Linked DNA regions of Mus musculus: region 2 is linked to region 1. A link is a contact called in public HiChIP or PLAC-seq data. All regions are on one chromosome and are shown on one strand. Each heading gives the region's core, a stretch centred on a gene start, on an enhancer-like site or on the middle of the called end of the contact. The rest is flanking DNA. Distances are from core to core; before and after follow the strand shown. Region 1 holds the start of Fhad1os1 (forkhead-associated (FHA) phosphopeptide binding domain 1, opposite strand 1). Region 2 holds the start of Tmem51os1 (Tmem51 opposite strand 1).

Region 1 (2,700 bases), core at 176-2,675:
GGCAGGTACGAATGTTCAGGGCTGACTTGGGATTAGATATCTGGAGGAGTTCACCCCTGGAAAAGACTGATTGTCCCGCCCACAGCAGCCACTGATTGCCTGTGGCTCTTCATCCAGGGGTGGGGCCTTGTGAGTCCCCACCCACTTTGCATGCCTTGTGTTTTCATAGGGAGGGATGGAACTCAGGTTCCTGCACTTGCAGAGCAAGTACTTTAGGAGCTGAGCCATCTCCTCGGCCCAATTGCTATCTTTATAAAACAGGAATTTGGATCTAGTTTCCAGAGAATAGAAGCTTTCTGGTAAATGGAGACCAAGTGGGGAACACATTTGATGACACTGCCCATGGTGAAGCCAGGGACCACCACAGTCTCTCGGGGTGGGGGGGGAGGTGTCAGAAGACTGTGACAGATCTAAAGAACATTCTCCAAGGCCCAACACATGCCGCACTGGGAAACAGGGCCTGTGATGGCCTTCTGTCCGTATGCTCTGTGACGTCCCAGATGCCCTCTTCCTATCTGTGCTCGGGCTCCACTCTGACTGTGGTGTTTCTACGCTTTGACGGGCTTGTCCCAGAGTCCTACCTGGCTTTTCATGCTCTCAATCTCCTTCTGCCTGAGATCGTCGCCTTCATCCACGCCCTGGAGCTTCGGGTCACACCTGTTACTCTGCCTGGCTGCGGCGACAGCGGCTGTCTCTGACAACCTTTGGCTCAGGTCGGCCACCTCAGCCTGCAGGTTCATGATCAGAGCGTCTTTATATTTGGACTCCATTTCAAAGTCAGAGAGCCGATTAACCTCTCTCCCCAAGAGCAGAATGATCTCGTCCTGTGTGGGGACAAGAGGGAGGCTTGGTATGGGTGTGGGTGGCAAGCTGGGCCTGTTTCTACAATCTAGGAGGAACTGGGTGTCACTAAGGGAAAGGCAGGTGAGGGGGAGAGGGCAGGCAGAGGGCCTGGAGAGAAGAGAGTTGGGCTAGAACCACATATCCGTACCTAGATGCTTATAATGGAGTCTCCCAGGAATAGAATCTCTTTTTTTTACCCAGAAAAAAAAATACTTTCATGTGGTAAACCACAGCCCCCTGGGAATGTCAGAGGACATTCTGCACACTCCCTTACAAGGCCCATGTTCAGGGTGTTGGAGACCCAGCACAGGTAAATGGATTGGGATACATGGGAATGCACTCTGACCATCAAGAGGACATTATTAGTTTAATAGTTTTTATGTATTCTGAAGAGGTCATTTCTCTCTTTCTCTTCTTCTGGGAGTCCCTGTTTCCCTCTGTCCGCCTCAGGGAAAATGTACTCAGCGAACAGAGTTGAATCAGGAAACAGAACACTGAATGCTTGTGAACACTCGGGTGGGTGGGGGGGTGGGGAGCTGTGGGTGGAGTTCCCCACGGGTGGAGCCAATGTACCTCCTCACTAGGAAAACACGGGAACCAAGACGTCTCTGTTTCTCCAAAGCTGGAACAGGTACCCTGAACCTCTCAGAGTGATGGAAAGACGGGAAAAACTGAATTCTAGCTGTGTGCCTGGGGAAACAGATGGTGTCACGGGCACGAGGAAGCCCACGGGCGTTGCCAAGGACCTCTGGGTCCTTGTGAATGTCTGTTACAGCTCTTCCAGGAGACTCTGTTTCTTTTGTTCTGTATCTTCAGCATTTTACCCAGCCTCATCCACAGCGAGCCACCCTGGGCCTCCACACTCAGCAGCACAGAATTGATTATCTTTTTGTGCCACAGAGATCTACTGGGCACCTACTGTGTGCTGGGCTCTGCACTGGATGTAAACAAACCTTCAGGTACAGTGTCCTGCCGTGGTTTTCGTTCTCTCTGGTGCTGTCCCTGGTCTCTATGCCCTCCTTAAGGGAATGTCATCTGCTCCTTCCGGGTGGCTTTGGTAAGAGTGGATGTCAATCAAGTAGCTCACTTCCTGTCCTTCCTGCTCCTGTCCCTGTGACCCAGGCTGGTCAACCAGTTGTTTCTGGTGTGGATTTTGGGTCGGGGCAGGGGTTCCCCCCTCTCTTTGTATCATGGACTTTAAGTACAGAGCTTGACCATAATCATCCGGTCAGCACAGGGAGCTAGCCTGCTGGGGACTGTCAAACTGCAGGAAAAACAAAGAGTAGAACAGGCAATGGGGACATTCCAATGACATCCCTGAAGATCCTGGATGTACCATGCCTGAGGCTTGATAGCCTTTCTTTTTTCTTTTTTAAAACTATTTACTTGTTTTATGTTTATAAGCATACTGTAGCTATCTTCAGAAACAACAGAAGAGGGCATCAGATCCCATTACAGATGGCTGTGCGCCACCATATGGTTGCTGGAAGAGTAGTCAGTGCCTTTAACTGCTGAGCCATCTCTTCAGCCCCGCTTGCCAGCCTTTCAATAAGACTAGCTAATGAACATTTTCCACCCCCATTGTTGACTGCCACTTGTCCTTGAAGGTGCTTGGGAAATCAGGGCATAAAAGGTTCAAAACAGCAAAAACAATTCGGTTTTCACTTTGTTCCCACCTTAATAGGAGTTACGACGACAGCGGTAGATCAAATGTGACAAAAACTTTGTGGCTTTTGTCACTGAGTGGTATCAATGTCTACTGTCCACCAAGCAAGTCTGTGGCTCCAGGGGATGGATGGAAGCTAGCAGAGGTCACAGTACAGAGTGAGCTCTGAGTAAGCTGTCGGGATGCTGTGG
Region 2 (2,700 bases), core at 134-2,633, 100 kb after region 1:
CACAGCCCTTGTCATATCTACCGCTGACTTCCTTGATTTCCCAATTAGACAGGGCTGGCTTTGGGTGATGCCCAATGACCAACAGAATGGCCACCAGTCTCTTTTTCTCTGCTCACCCTTTTCTTTCTGTCTGGGTTGGGGGAACCTTTGATCTGGTTCTGAGGGAGATATTTGGAAAGGAGTAACTCCCCCCAAGGACCTTTGAATGACAGGTCTCAGTGGGAAAGCTCTTGACCCTTCTCTTAAGAAGCCAACCTTCAAGTTTGCTTTCAAAACAAAAGCTAGAGGAACTAGAGGAAGCCCTGAAGTGGACAGGTGGGGATCCCTACCCCCCCCCCCCAAGCCTGCTTAACTCGCCTAGGTCCTGCCCCTTCACTCCACTCCTGACTTCATCTCTAAGTTTCCATATTGGCCAAGGACCTGGCTCAGGGTCACATATATCATCAGAGGAGAAACCCACCACCTTGCAGGGTCCCCCACTGACAGGTCTCCTGCTCCTACCTTGTGCGTGAGAAAAAAATTCTCAAAGTGGCCAAATCAAACTTGGCGTTCCCTCCTCAAATGCACCCACAACATTCATATCAATTACAAGCAAACTTACTATGTCGTCGGTATTTTGTTCTCCCCTGCACCCTGTAACTTAATTTACAGTCATTGGTCTGCGAATACTTAGCCTCAGCCTAGGGCTCCTCGGGCTCCTATAGTCACTCCTATTTTACAGGCGAAGAAACTAAGGACCCTGGAGGACCGCTGGCTCTCCACCCCTCGATTGCTTCTTAATCCGGTAACAGTCAGAAGGAAGTAAGAATACACAATGTCCACCCCTACATTACTAGGACAGAGGCTCCCACGGCCGGCTCAGTGCCCTATCCAAGTTCTTTCCTCTCAAAAGTGCCCAGGTGCTCTGTCCAGGCACAAGCGGATGGAACCTGTCCCCGCCAACAGGGGGCCCTCGAGGCCAAAGCCAGAGCGACGCGGGGAGGCGGGAGAACTCCACATCAGCCGGGTGCGGCTACAGAGGGTGCGGGGGGGGGGGGGGGGCGGAGTGGAGTCCCCTGAGGAACATGTCCGACATGATGCTCCCGGACGCACGGATACCCAACCCGGGCCCTACCGTGCTCTTTTCGGCGCGAGGACGCAGACTCACCCCGAAGGCAAAGGGCCACGCTTGGTCTCTGTCCGCAGGCCCGGGGCTGGGGGTTTCGCGACACCCCCACCCCAGGCAATCGCGGGCCGCGGAGCCGGAGCCGGGGAGCACAGCGTGGAGAGGGCGCGCAGCCCGGGGACCTCTGTGGCGATCAGCCAGCGCGGCCCAAAGCAGCGAGAGCAGGAGGGAGGGACCGAGGGCGCCCGCAGGAGGCACCGCCCACCTGCCCACCCTGCGCCCTACGCCACCAGGCGGGGACCCGGACCCTGGGGCGGAGCAGGCTGGAGGGCCTGGCCCTGCAACGCAGTGCAGGGTCCCGGACCTCCTACTCTGAGGCTGGGGAATGGCTGTCTACTGGGGCACTTGAGGGATAATGGGAGCTGGGAGTCCCTGTTCGGCGACCTCACCTGGCTGTAAACTCACCTTCTTGTGCGCGCAGGCCGCCGCTCCTGCGGCTCCAGGCAGCCAAGCCCAATGATGGGCGGAGGAGGGAAGGAGGAAGGAAGGGAAGTTTTCCCAGCCTCTCAGCTCACGCTTTCGGTCAGCTTCCCACTCTCTGGTGTCCCGGACGCCCTCCGGATCGCCACTTCGAGCCCTAGTCTAGCTCGGGAGTGTTCCCGTAAGGGGCGCGTTCCCAGCTTGGCAGAAAACTTTCCAGCGAATCACAGGCTGGCTTCTCCCTCCGCCTGGAGCCGGGGAGGGTGATCTGAACTGAGTGGCGCCTCACCTGGCTGGAAGTTTGCCTGGGAACCCCACGACTCCAGGCACAGATCTATGTGCCCTGCCAGCTCTGAATCTCGACCTGGGTGGCTTCGTGGGTGCGCAGCCAGCTCTTTGAAGTTCAAGGCTTGAGAAGTCCCTGGGCAGCCGGGTGTCAGAGGATTCGGCTGGGGTTAAAAGGCGCCTCCTACTGGTGTGTGTGTGTGTGTGTGTGTGTGTGTGTGTGTGTGAGAGAGAGAGAGAGAGAGAGAGAGAGAGAGAGAGAGAGAGAGAGAGATTGAAAGTCCGCTTTCTGGATAAACCGCACAGCTTGGCTGCAGCCAAGTTCACTTGGAATTCCTGGGTACATACTTCCCGAGCTGTATACTTCCGGAGTCCAATCACACTCTATACACTGCTACTTCTTATTTGCACTGATAGAAAGGGATTAATTGGGAAATGGCTTGTGATTTGGGAAGTGAAAAGGGCATTTTTGGAAACAGGTTCGGAGCGCAAGAGTAACTGCTAACATTTCACGTCCTTACTCTGAACCCGGCCTGGGTGACCCCACCCCCGCCCCGCCCCGCCTCGCCTCCTGAACATTCTCCCTCAACCTCTCCACCCGGCACAGCCCGGGCCTATAGTTTGCATTTCACCCTGACAGACTCGAGGCAGGTCATTCAGAGAGTCCCAGAGGTGGAAGCAAGGAATACTGGTACTTTTCCATGCCGGGATTCAGCTCTAGACCTGCCCCTACACCGCATCTAATCTAGCTGGGCAGGTCTGTCTCTTCCAAGCGGGGAGAGACCAAGGACTTAACAGCCAAAGCTGAGCTGAGAGGAAAACTAAAAGAG

The links. HiChIP or PLAC-seq counts read pairs in DNA pulled down with a chosen protein or histone mark.
Region 2: a contact with region 1 is called in an H3K27ac HiChIP or PLAC-seq map of embryonic stem cells, with 9 read pairs. The contact joins the promoter of Tmem51os1 here to the promoter of Fhad1os1 in region 1. A contact is called at or near these places in 11 of 39 promoter capture datasets (the 3T3-L1 cell line, the C10 cell line, embryonic stem cells and 4 more), 2 of 15 datasets of contacts at CTCF or cohesin (embryonic stem cells and liver), 34 of 484 Hi-C or Micro-C datasets (the HL-1 cell line, bone marrow-derived macrophages, centroblasts and 16 more), 26 of 115 datasets of contacts at active chromatin or transcription factors (astrocytes, bone marrow-derived macrophages, craniofacial prominence and 16 more) and 4 of 9 other capture datasets (adipose tissue, embryonic stem cells, liver and 1 more).

What each region holds. Positions count from the first base shown.
Region 1 is chr4:141,981,567-141,984,266 of GRCm38.p6, forward strand. It overlaps Fhad1os1 (forkhead-associated (FHA) phosphopeptide binding domain 1, opposite strand 1), which reads left to right and starts at 1,426. Exons shown (of 4, transcript NR_040672.1): 1 at 1,426-1,474; 2 at 1,660-1,802. It overlaps Fhad1 (forkhead-associated (FHA) phosphopeptide binding domain 1), which reads right to left. Exons shown (of 32, transcript NM_177868.4): 5 at 582-824.
Region 2 is chr4:142,082,915-142,085,614 of GRCm38.p6, forward strand. It overlaps Tmem51os1 (Tmem51 opposite strand 1), which reads left to right and starts at 1,384. Exons shown (of 5, transcript NR_027137.1): 1 at 1,384-2,060. Tmem51 (transmembrane protein 51) reads right to left here and starts at 1,390. Exons shown (of 3, transcript NM_145402.3): 1 at 1,148-1,390.